Linked DNA regions of Mus musculus: all the other regions are linked to region 3. The links are chromatin contacts, called in public HiChIP or PLAC-seq and capture Hi-C maps. All regions are on one chromosome and are shown on one strand. Each heading gives the region's core, a stretch centred on a gene start, on an enhancer-like site or on the middle of the called end of the contact. The rest is flanking DNA. Distances are from core to core; before and after follow the strand shown.

Region 1 (4,324 bases), core at 1,105-3,604, 890 kb before region 3:
AAGTCTTAACCTCTACCCATCTGTCTTGGGACAGGGACACTCCCGACCCCGCCTTTCCTTAAGCAGTCCAGGTCACCCGCACCCTTTGTCTGATCAGGGTGAAGGACCAAGGTTCTGCGGCCCCAAAAGCAAATCGAACGAACATTTCCAGTTGGGGAAAAACTGAGGCCCCAAAGGATTCCAGAATGCCTCCGGATTTTTGTGTTGCCTCCTTTTCTCTGCCAGGGTGCCCTGCCCAGACTCCTACTCTTCTCTGCCTCTCAGGTCTGCCCAGCTAGAAGTGCCTGGGTACCTGAAAGAAGACACTCCCAGGCCTAGCCACCAAGGCGGGCCACAAACAGCCAGACTTTTCCACCATCTGGCTTCTTAGCCGCTGCAACTTTCAAAAAGACTTCTGTTGGCCCCTGTTTTATTTTATTTTTCCCAGCAATTATTTCTCCAGCATCCACTTAGCCGTCCCGCCTCGCTGTCAGGCCTCAACAACTCGCTGTCTTCGTTTCCACCCAACTGGGCTTCCCTGGCAGTGTTTAAACTGACTCGCACCGTCTGGGTGGGGCGGAGGAGCCTGGTGGTATGAGCTAGAAAGGGGGTTTGGAGAAGGAGAGATCTTGAAAGCCAGTTGCCTCCATTCGAATCCCAACTTGGCACCTTCCAATACATTAGCCTTAGGCTCAACAATCCTAGGCTCCCACATTCACCTCCCACTGCTGGCCCTTTCCAGGGTTCTCACCAGAGGACAGCACATCTTACTCTTGGCCAGATACCTGGCGGATACTTGGTCCACACACGGTAGAGTTAACTCACCAGGCTGACGGTGCTTGGAGTTTGCCGGCAGCTCCTTCCCGCGGCCTCCAGGAGGCGGTTCAGGGCTCATCGCTCAGCTTCCTCCGGGAACTGGCTTGAGAACGGCGGGGGTTTGTCTACGGTCCGCAGCCCCAGGAGCGTGCCTGGGGTTCTGCTCTCGGCGACCGAAGGCTCCCGGTTGACCTCTCCGGGGAAGGCGCGCGCCGCTACTCGGGCGGGAGCCGCGGGGACCCGCGCAATGGGAGCCTCAGCGTCCGGCCTTTTCATGGAAAGCTCGCCCAGCTAGCGAATTTGGGCCCCAGGCGTCACACCAGGAGGGCGCTGGGCGCGCGGGGGAGGGTGGGGGGGGGTAGGGGACGCTTAGGGTCTCCAAACGCTCGGGGGGGGGGGGCAGAAATGGTCCGTGACCACCACACTTTGTTCGTCTGCGCGCACAGACACGCGGGGTATCGCGTGCACTGATGAGCCGCACGCAGACGCTGGCAGCCAGGGTAGGGATCGACAGATTGTATTCCCCTTCTCCGCTCCACGTTTAAAACCCTCTGCTCTGGAAGAGCAGTGGGCGCAAGTTCTTTGGAGAAATGCCCTTTCGGGGTTCTCTCTGGAAACTCAAGGAAGCGCGCTCACGCGTGTGTTTGTGTGAGTTCAATCCGCGTCTAGGTCTCTGGCCGTGTGGCTCCCTCTTATTCTTTGCAACTCAACTTTGTGGTGCTGGTGCGTCTTTCCCAGGCCTATTGCCATGGGCATCGCTTTGACAAAACCACAAACGCATAACAAGCCTCCCAAGGCCTTTACATCTCAAGGGCATTTTGGGAGGCCAGTTACCTGCTGGTGTCTTCCAAACGGTCCAGACGCGGCTCGAGCTGCAGCGACTCCTTGATTCAGGGAATGAGCACCACCTCCCGACCTCACCCCCCAGACCCCCTCGAGTCCCGGAGGATGAAAGTGGGCTGCGTAGGAGGAGGCATCGTGGCCCGAACTGAGCTCAGGCAAGCCAAGCACAGAAACCTCGGATTTTGCCGTCAGAGGTTTCCTGGTCAAGGCTTTCTAGAGCCTGGCGTTTGATAAATATAGCCTGGCATTTGCCCCTGAATTAGACTCTGTTTCCTTATTTAGCCCTAGCACAATGATTTTAGATGATGTCACTTAGAGCTAAACGAGAAAATTGATCTCAGATTTGCTTGGCCTCTAAAGCCTGGTTAAGCAGATTGAGAATTAAAAAGACAGAGGAAGCTAGGGGGAGGGGCAGCTGAAGGGTAGAGAAGTGTGTGCGGGCGAGTGCTTGCGCGTCGGGGAGGGCTCTGCGCGTTGCAGAGAGCGCCCCCGCCTCTTCTGGGCGGGGGAAGCTCTCTCACCAATGAAAAGTAGTCACCGACTGCAGAGAGAAAAAAAGTTTTCCTGTTGACTGTTGGAAGCGAATTGAGCAATTATCTAGTTTACCTTCTCCTCTTGGAAGTTAACGATTGGCGAGATCTTGGCTGCGTTATTGACACAACACTTTCTATTGATAGAAATAAGTAGTGATTGTCCCCGAGTCATTGGTGCGCCAAGAACTCTGCGATGGGCTGGCAGGAGTCCATTGGGCTGGGCAGGCAGGTTCGGCTGGTGATGCTGGGGAGGAGGAGGAGGAGGCTGCTGGTGGTGACGGTGCCTGTCCTCTCCGCAGGTCTGTGACAAGCAGGGGACAAGGCAACGATCCCGCGACTCAACCCCGGCTGACCGACGCTGGCGACTCAGTCATGGACAGTAGCTGCCTCAACGCGACCACCAAAATGCTAGCGACTGCTCCAGCTCGGGGCAACGTGATGAGCACATCTAAACCCTTGGCTTTCTCCATCGAACGAATCATGGCGCGCACCCCTGAGCCTAAGGCCCTGCCGGTCCCCCACTTCCTGCAGGGAGCCGTGCCCAAAGGGGACCCCAAGCACTCTCTGCATCTCAACTCGTCGATCCCCTGCATGATCCCTTTCGTCCCCGTGGCGTACGACACGAACTCCAAAGCGGGAGTGAATGGCTCAGAGCCCCGCAAGGCGAGTTTGGAGGTTCCGGCGCCGCCCGCGGTGGCGCCCTCTGCGCCGGCGTTCAGCTGCAGCGACCTGCTCAACTGCGCGCTAAGTCTTAAGGGCGACCTGGCCCGCGACGCATTGCCACTACAGCAGTACAAGCTGGTAAGGCCGCGTGTGGTCAACCACTCTTCGTTTCACGCCATGGGTGCCCTGTGCTACCTGAACCGAGGTGACGGCCCGTGCCACCCGGCTGCGAGCGTGAACATCCACCCGGTGGCCTCCTACTTTCTCAGTTCCCCTTTGCACCCACAGCCCAAAACGTATTTAGCCGAAAGGAATAAACTGGTTGTACCGGCAGTGGAGAAACTCCCTTCGGGAGTAGCTTTCAAAGACCTGTCCCAGGCTCAGCTGCAGCATTACATGAAAGAAAGCGCCCAACTTTTGTCGGAAAAAATCGCTTTCAAAACCTCGGATTTCAGCCGCGGCTCTCCAAATGCCAAGCCCAAAGTTTTCACTTGTGAAGTCTGCGGCAAGGCAAGTCTTATGCCAGGAGTTCCTTCTTCCTTCCTTCCTTCCTTCCTTCCTTCCTTCCTTCCTTCCTTCCTTCCTTCCTTCCTTCCTTCCTTCCTTTCTTCCTTCCTCTCTCCATCCCTCGCTTCTGTTTTAGTATTTGGGGAGTGGAAGTATAAACTTGTTTTGCCCCCTCCCTCCTTTTTATCACTTTGGATCCAATCTGTGCTTCCGTTAACCTGTTTTCCTTTGTGTTTAATTTTTAAGGTCTTTAATGCGCACTATAACTTAACCCGTCACATGCCGGTACACACAGGAGCCAGACCCTTCGTGTGTAAAGTGTGTGGGAAAGGTTTCCGGCAAGCTAGCACCCTTTGCCGGCATAAGATCATTCACACACAGGTATGTTCCTCCGTCAGAAGTTTACCCGAAAGGCTTTGGAACCATTTGGGGGGAAAAACGCATCGATATAGCCTCATTCTTTAGCATAAGACCTTCTGGGCTGTGGAGGCTGGACTGGGAGGCCTTGTGTTGTTATCTTTGACCTGTTTAAAAGCTTCAAAGTGTATGGTGATGATAGGATTCCGCATCACAATAACCAAGTACTGTAAATTAAGTTCTCTATTCTTCCCTTTCTCTCTGCTGCTTAGGAGAAACCTCACAAGTGCAACCAGTGCGGTAAAGCATTTAACAGAAGTTCCACGTTAAACACACATACCCGAATTCACGCGGGCTACAAACCATTCGTGTGTGAATTCTGCGGCAAAGGATTTCATCAAAAAGGTATTGAGCACAGGAGATGTCTTTCTCAGGGTGGTCATAGGAAAGTTATACTGGATATTCTCGGGATTTTTTTTTAATGACCTCTAAAGTGTACCTGCTTACCTGAGCCGAAGAAGACTGTCAATTTTATTCCCTACTATCTGGTCTGACCAGTGTAAGAAAAGGCACGTTTGATATGTCAAAGGGTGTTTCTTTGCCACCTCCAGTTTTCGGTTAGTGTA
Region 2 (3,929 bases), core at 1,348-3,847, 520 kb before region 3:
TTCATTCATAGATAATATGCCTCAGTTTTCTACAATATGCTACACCAAGGGCAATATATCCATGTGATTTGCCTGTGTTCCCAGGACAACTTATTTATAGCAATGTAAAAGCCTGGTTTAAAATGGTGAAGGATAACATAGGCATCTCGTAGTAGTAGTAGTAGTAGTAGTAGTAGTAGTAGTAGTAGTAGTAATAGTAGTAGGGCAGGGAGAGAGAGAGAGAGAAAGAGAAAGAGAGAGAACCCATATTTCATTTCTAATAGGCAGTCTTAGATTTAATGCTATTGTATAAGCTTGTAACAGTCTTAAACAGTGCATTCAGTTCTTTCCCCTTGCATTATATATCTTCAAAGGCATGTGTCCAATCAGCTAAAATGTATGCAACCCTAAGCAGGCTACAAATAATGCCTTACTATGGGAAAATAAAACAACAACAACAACAAAAAAATCAACTTTGGGAATGTGTGATTTGCATATAATGGGATCTGGCTAGTCATAAAAAGTGATGAGGTTGGATACATGCTAAGACATGAGTTCACCTTGAAAACATTCTGCTAAGAGAATGAAGCCAGACCCAAAAAAAAAAAAAAATTGCTGCATGTTTCATGATTCTGTTCAGACAAAATGTCCAGAGCAGGCCGATCAATAGACACAGAGGTTGAGCAGGAAACCTTAGTTAGTGATCAAGGAGGGCTGATGCCATGCTCTGGGATCAGATGTCAGTGATAGCAGACAACTCTGTGAATATAGTAAACACCACTGAACATTGTGCTTCAAACAGATACATTGTGTGGCAACTAATGTTTCTCCTCAATTAAAACCAGTCCTAATGTAGTCTTGGGCTTGTGTTTTGCTGAAGTGCAGAGTAATACTGTAATTTGCTTCCCTAATGCTGTAAGATCTCCTTAAACAATAATTTAAGTATCAAGAGGACCTGGCTTTGTTGCTAAAATGTCTGTGGCTGGAATGTGGAAATGTCAATTCAACAGGTATGGATTGGAAGAACATTTCTAAAGAACCAGAGTCCTTGGGATTCAACAACCAACTTCAAGCCTGCCCTGTCAGGGAAGGTCAGGGGATCTGTCAGCTGAGTGGCTGCCTACAAGGCATTGGCCAAGACGGCTCTGAATACTTTCACCAAGCCTTGGGGATTGAGGTTAGGTGAATACTCAGAGTGGATTACAGGCAGTCATCACCATAGTGACCTACACAAGTCTCATCAGTCAGAACTAGAAATGACTTCTGTTCGCGAAGGTGCTAAGAGGAGCACTCTCCATCGGATTGGAAGTGCATGTTTAATATATCCTTTATTATAAACGAAATTTAAAAGTGGGGCTATAGGACTGATGGGAGCTAAACAGTTATACTCACAAATCGAGGTACACATTCTAATTTTTAGGTCAATGTCTTCCAACAGGCATTTGAAAGGGGCTTTTAGTAGTTAAAATAAGGAAACAAAACAACAAACAAAACAAAAGACAGGTTTTACTTTTTGTTTTCTTTTTAGAAACCTAAGTCTGCACCCTCATTCCCAGTAAATATTCACACCGTTGACTGCAGAGAGTAATATCCACTTAACACTTGTAAGGTTCGGACGCCTGCGAAGGTGCTGTGTCCCTGTTCGCCCATCACCTGCAGCTCTTCTCTCTGGAAGCTGGGGGCAGAATGCTCATAGAGATTTGACTGGAACTTTTTTGTAAGTGACTGCCTGGACTTGAACGTGACTAAATTGAAAGTACTAGAAAAGTCAGGTCGATGCTTGTTCAGCTCAGTGCCTTTCAGGTGCGTGTGCGTAATTCAAGACAGACACGTGTGCCTTCCGTTCAAGTCCACAGTACTACAGTGGCAACATAGAAAGGAACGTTTAGGTCGCAGCCCCTCGCCACTGCTGTAGTGTATTTCTAGTCACCGACTCATTCTCTTATGTAGGTCTACAAGGCTATTTCCACTTTTTGCAATATGGAGAGCACGCATGCGAGGGGACCCTGACAGGCGGCGACCTCCTGTGTCTAGGTGTCCTGACCAAAGGAGTCTCAGTAGAGGGACCCAGCAGGTGGTAGTTGAGGGGATGAGGGCGCAGCCGGTGCAAGTGACATCGAAAGGTTCGGGATAACTCTTCTTGGGGTGCTACCCAATGTTCTGAAATCCCCCACCCAAGCTGCGTCCCAGAGACTGAGCCCCGCGCGGGTGCCCCGCCGAGGTCCTATCACTTACCCAGGCGACACAGGCACAGGAGCTGAACGCACGCGAGGAAGCTCTGCAGGATTCGCATCTCCAGCCCGGTCCGCGGCCCCTCGCCAGCCGCAGGGGTACAGCTTAGGGTACAGAGGGTGGGGACACCGAGGCAGGGGACGCCGGTGACTGGCCAGGGTCTAGGTGAACGAGTGATAGAGAGAGAGAGAGAGAGAGAGAGAGAGAGAGAGAGAGAGAGAGAGAGAGGAAGAGAAGAGAGAAGAAGAGAATACAAGGCTAGGCGGCGCGTGGGTGCGGGGACCGAGCCTGGACCAAGCGCCTGGCTTCAGGCGGGACGCTGTCCCCTGCCTGAGCGGGCTGCAGCGGCCAGGATCTGAGCGCTCGCAGCGCAGCGGCGCGGAATTGCGGGGACGCGCTCCGGGCTGGGCACGCGCAGTGCGCGGGGGCGGGGGAGCAGGAGCGCAGGCGGGGGCCGGGGTCGCGCAGCAGCAGAAAGAGGGGCGTGGCGGGGCCCAGCCTGTCCCAGCCCCGCGCCCCTCCCCCGCCCAGGGCTGGAGGTGGAACCCGCTGGGGCTTAGAATCTTCGCGGTGAAAAAGGTCTCTTCATTAAGGCTCCTTCACCCACTAGGAAGACACAAGAGGAGGCTGGGTCCCCATTGTCCCGCACAGCTTGGGGCCGACCTTTTGACTTCACCCCTGGGAAAGTCTTTTTTCTTTGTTTATTGTCGTCTCTGCAGTTACCAAGATGGTCCTATCCGGAAGGGTTGAAGGGGGCCTGGGTAAACTGAGCTCTCCCCGCCCCCCTTTCCATTTTCTTAGTGAGTAAAGTAGTTCCAGCTCCCATTACCATTAGGGTAGTTAAGTCCAATCATTTGCAGCACTACTGTGACCATTTGGTCCTGGCTGACCCTTCATTAGACCCCAATCATTCTGTCCTGCTCTGCGCGGCTGTGGGGAACTGTCAACACTGCCCTGGTCCTGCTGGATGGAACTCCCCAAGTGTCTCTTTGCACAGGGTCCTCCTGTAGAAAGATTTTTTTTTTTAATTGCTAGATTGAAGGGTACACAAAAGAAATATAATACACACCCTGTGCTTCCTCGGAGCTGAGCATGTCGTTCTTTCCTTAGGAGCCTGTTTCTATGGAGGTGTTTGTTTGCTGTGTAGGAGCGTGAGTGCTATAACCTGAACTCCTGACTTGGGGGGCGGGGTAGGGAGTTGAATAGGTATTCCTGAAATGTTTGTTGAATTATGTTGAGGTCCACATGAAACAAGTTAACTGGTGGTGATGTCAGTCAATAGCCTAAATACATCGACCTAAATATTTGTGAGATTTTCATATACACGATGGGGTTTAGTTATTTTACATTTTACACTGATAAGAGACTCTATTCAGAGCCTTTTGGGAGTCACATTCAAAGGCAGAGAAAACCAAGTTCCGGAACTATCCCTGGTACCGTTTGATGTAGGGATCTGTACAGCATGTACTCTTGTGTTCTGTTATTGTCTCAAAGCCAGTGCTGTAGCTTTATAAAATACAAAGGATGCTTAATGCATACAAATTGGAATTCCAAGTCTGTTTCAGCTGTGACTACCCGTTCTCACAGAATTCCCACCGCCTCTGAACACTGGGGTCAATGGACAGAGCTAATGATGCAGCTTGCTATCGATTCGTGGATGGTGAATGCATGTCGTCAGGAAAGGACGGGTCTTGAAGCTAGAGTGTTTGTTTAGGAAC
Region 3 (4,190 bases), core at 246-2,745:
GATTAGGAGGTGTGGCCTTGGAGGAGGCGTGTCACTAGGGGCGGGCTTTGAGGTTTCAAAAGCCCAACAATGTCTATTCTGTCTGTTGTCTGTGGATCATGATCTGAAGCTTTCAGCTACTGCTTAGGTGCCATGCCTGTTGGCTTCCCACCTTGATGACCATGGACTAATCCTCAGAAACTGTAAGAAAGCCCTGAATTAACTTTTTTTGTTTGTTTGTTTGTTTTTTGTTTTGACAAGAGTTGCCTTGGTCATAATGTTTCTTCATAGCAACTAAGTAACAAGGCAAAGGACTAGACAAGTGTTTGAAATTTAGCTCAGATGTTTACTGTCTCTTTCCCTTTCCTGGGGCCTAAGCAACAGAATTCATAGTTTTTATTTTATTTATTTATTTAATAATTTTGCTATACATTAACTTTCTTTAAAAGATTTATTTATTTATTACATGTAAGTACACATTAGCTATCTTCAGACACTCCAGAAGAGTGCTCCAGATCTCGTTACAGATGGTTGTGAGCCAACGTATGGTTGCTGGGATTTGAACTCAGGACCTTCGGAAGAACAGTCAGTGCTCTTAACTGCTGAGCCATCTCTCCAGCCCCCATAGTTCTTTTTAGGTTGTGTGTTTTATGTTTTGGAGGGAATGTTGAAATTTGATGACATAATTGTTATGATTAAACCCTATTACTTCATTAAGTTTAATTTTTGCTACCATAAATTATCCTGATTTCCAAAAAAAGAAGTTAGCAGTTGCAAATTATACAGATATGGATTTGAAACTAAAAATATTGTATTCTTAGATTGTGCATAGTAAAATTTGTGTTAATTTCCCAGTTACTCATAAAATCTTGATAAAAGGTAAACTTCCTAACAGATGAGAAAAACATTCCTCATACTGCTAATAATTTGAAAGAAGAAATTGACATGCAGCATGCAAACAATATTCTTCCCCTTGGATAGATTATTCGGGGTTGCAGAATTCGTTCTGAATCCCCTGTCTAGAGGATTTTTATGATCAGTTTCCTAGCTTGCAGGAGTCAAGTGAAGATTCCCCATGGTCCTAGTCTGAATCAGCTCTAGACTAGGACTGGTCATTTCAAATTGCCTCCTGAAGTACGTTAGGGTCAGGATTGTGTGTGTGTGTGTGTGTGTGTGTGTGTGTGTGTGTGTGTGTGTGACTGAAGGGCGGAGGCGCTGACACATTTTCCTTCCTCCCCGGGTGCCTCTCAGGTCCTGGCTGCGGACGCGGCAGCTCCCACGTGGCAAGTTCACATTGAGTCGCAGACGCGACCCGGGATCTTGGCGGCTGTGGTCCTTCCTCCAGGGACCTCAGCGTCGGCTCGGTCCTCCACCGCCAGGGGGCGTGCGCGGCTCCGCGGTTGCCGGGCTCATTGGCCGCGTCGGGAAGCGTGGGAGGAGGCCTGGGGCGAGCTGGCTTCCTCCTCGGCGCGGGCGGGCGCGCGGCGAAGCCGGAGGAGCCGGGGAAAGCCGAGGCGCGATCGGCGCGCTCGGGAGGAGGCGGCGGCGGTGGCACCTCCCGTCGGCCTCCGACAGGACTGACGGCGGCGCGACCGCAGACGGGTGAGGCTCGGGCTGGCGGCTGGGCTGGGCGCGGCTGGGCGCGTGGAGGCAGGAGCGGACGGAGCACCTCGCCGGCTGCCGGTTGCCTCCTGCCTCGCAGCGCGATGCGGGTCTTGGCTGCAGCGGGGCCCGGCCGTCCGGAGCATCGCGGCCCGCTCAGCGGCGTCTGCCCCGGGCGTTGGGTCGCGAGTGCCACCGGGCTCCGGCTGCACCTGGAAGCGGGTGTTTGCCCCTCGTGGTCGGTATCCTGCAGGTTGAGCGTTCCCAGAGAACTGGATGGGATGGACGGGCGTGCTGGATTCGAACTCTGTGCTGGACCGCCTAGACCCACTCGTAAAGTTTGCATTTCTGCCCAACTGGAGCTGCTTTCTCCTTTTGCAAGTGAACACATAGGTGTTCTATGTCTTTGATGAGTGCTGTTCATTTTATTTTTAGTTTTATTTTCTGCTGCGTTCACAGATGTAGTATGCATGATGGTCAGCGCTCTTATACTTAGTAATGAGTCCCAGATGGACGATTTGAGATCGACACATCTAGCTGTAACTTGCGGGGAGTCATCAGCTTCAATTTACATAGTTAATTCCTATAATATAGAACTACTATCTGATAGAACTTTTGCTTCGTTTCTTCATAGGAAGAAATACATGTATACAAAGTCCCTAATTTGCATCTTTACCGTCTTAGATAGAGTTACCCAGTATTTCCTAGCGCATATTTAGTTTTCACAACTCCTCACACGGGTCCTATTATTACTGCTCAGATTTTACAGATTAGGACACCTATTTCCTGAGAAAGTTTTAAAGTTGGATGGTAATGGCGGATCCCATGGCCTGAGCTTTCCTGGAAGGACCAGTGATAGACTTAAAATTTCCAAGTCTTTGGAAACATTGTTTCTCATACAGTGCCTTAGGGAGCACAGAGAAACCTCCATTACTGAAGAAGTAAAGTTAATAACTTCCCAGATGCCACTCACTAAGAAAAGTAAGTTACTCTCCCTTGCCCTGCTGTCTTACATCCCTGCTGTCTTACATCCTGTTTCTTTCTGGAGGTTGCTCATCTGATGATTTCTCTCCGGCAGTTTGCTAGGTTTTTAGTTTTATGCTAGTGATTAGGTTTGTTTCATAGAATCTTAAGACATGTACTCATTAAAACAACCAGCTGATGACTTCCAGCACGTTACGGCTCGACGCATCAAATTCAAGTCGTTCATCTGTCGTTGCTCATTACTCAGGTATAAGAGCATCATGCAAACTACAGCTGTGAACACAGCAGGAAAAAAAAAAATAGAAAAAAAATATTTCTTCTTTGTAGGAAGAAATTGTAACATAAAAAGGGCGAGATAGAATTCCTCTAGTCGGTGACATTCTGCGACCCTATGGTTGTGGAGACGCGAAGCTACAGAATGATGGAATTATGTAGACCAGAGAGGCAGGCACAGACTCTCAATGGCACATTTCTCCCTTTTGGTCCCTCCCTCGGTAAGACTGTTGAGCGTCTTGTGTGATAGTTTGATTGCTGCGTGAGCATCCTCAGCAGTGAGTTTCTGGTGATTTTCATCACGGCTCCTCCAGGCTTGTTAAGGCAGTTCTGTGGGATCAGCTGTGTAAACTAATGGCACCCTGCATTACCTGCAATTAGTGGGCTTGGAGTGAGTTTTGAAGGGCATTGCATAGGATCAAAATAGGAGCTTGTAAAATTGTCTTAGCTGATACAACTTCTCCCTCAGTGCCTTCTTTTTATTCTGTGCCCCTGGCTGCTGAGCTGCCTGCCTTTCTGTGTGGGCAGATAGAAGCACCCTGTTCCAGCACTTTCCCTCAGGGGAGCTTTTGGCTGCTGCAATCTGTGAACCTTGATATACTTCAGTTCTACACTTGACCTAGGTATGAATGAAGTGCAGGGAAACCCGGAAACATGAGATCCTGTGAATCCATATCAAGTGGAATGTGAAGTAGTTACAGGAAATGAAGATCCCACCATGATGGGTGGAAATTTATTCCCTCCTGCTCTTGTTTTCTTTCTTAAAAATAAAACAAAACCCCAACACAGTGAAAGCTGAAATACTGATGTTCTATTTTGATCCTCCTATAGTGAACACTTATTTTTTCATTTTTCTCAAAGGAAATTTACTTATTTTTACCTTGCATTCTTTTCATATGTAAGGGGTGGGGCCAAGGCCCATGCTGTGGCGCATGTGTGGCGATCAGGGACCATTTGTAGGAGTTGGTTTTCTTTCTGGAACTCGAAGTCAGGATGTCAGACTTGTCAGCATACTTACCTTCTGAGCCCTTTGTCATTGTACTCGATAATATTTGTCTGTCTGCCCATCTTTCCCGTAGTAGGATAGGGTAGGATTAAGGTATTGAAACAGCTGTAGAATTCTAAAGGAGCAAGCAAAACTAAATGTTATTTTTAAGGTCTCTGCACTGGGTTCCAGAAATCCAATGACCATTTTAGTTTGTCAAGTGGCTATTGGATTTTAAAACAAAATGCTGCTTTGTGGAAGAGAAGATCTGTAAGAAAACATGGGGACAGTTTGAGCTAGAGTCTGTTTTGAGCATTTCAAACAGGAGTTCTTTCTTCTTTTCTTCATGTCAGTCTCCAGATTTCCT

The links. HiChIP or PLAC-seq counts read pairs in DNA pulled down with a chosen protein or histone mark. Capture Hi-C pulls out chosen DNA fragments and counts their contacts.
Region 1: a capture Hi-C map of embryonic stem cells shows a contact between it and region 3, with 3 times the contacts expected there. The contact joins the promoter of Fezf1 here to the promoter of Fam3c in region 3. A contact is called at or near these places in 3 of 115 datasets of contacts at active chromatin or transcription factors (astrocytes and embryonic stem cells) and 1 of 9 other capture datasets (embryonic stem cells).
Region 2: a contact with region 3 is called in an H3K4me3 HiChIP or PLAC-seq map of forebrain, with 5 times the contacts expected there. The contact joins the promoter of Ptprz1 here to the promoter of Fam3c in region 3. A contact is called at or near these places in 1 of 39 promoter capture datasets (hippocampal neurons) and 4 of 115 datasets of contacts at active chromatin or transcription factors (astrocytes, embryonic forebrain, forebrain and 1 more).

What each region holds. Positions count from the first base shown.
Region 1 is chr6:23,246,294-23,250,617 of GRCm38.p6, reverse strand. Fezf1 (Fez family zinc finger 1) reads left to right here and starts at 2,354. Exons shown (of 4, transcript NM_028462.1): 1 at 2,354-3,344; 2 at 3,588-3,722; 3 at 3,971-4,103. The coding sequence starts at 2,544.
Region 2 is chr6:22,874,170-22,878,098 of GRCm38.p6, reverse strand. Ptprz1 (protein tyrosine phosphatase, receptor type Z, polypeptide 1) reads right to left here and starts at 2,597. Exons shown (of 30, transcript NM_001081306.1): 1 at 2,215-2,597. The coding sequence starts at 2,272.
Region 3 is chr6:22,353,386-22,357,575 of GRCm38.p6, reverse strand. Fam3c (family with sequence similarity 3, member C) reads left to right here and starts at 1,495. Exons shown (of 10, transcript NM_138587.4): 1 at 1,495-1,581.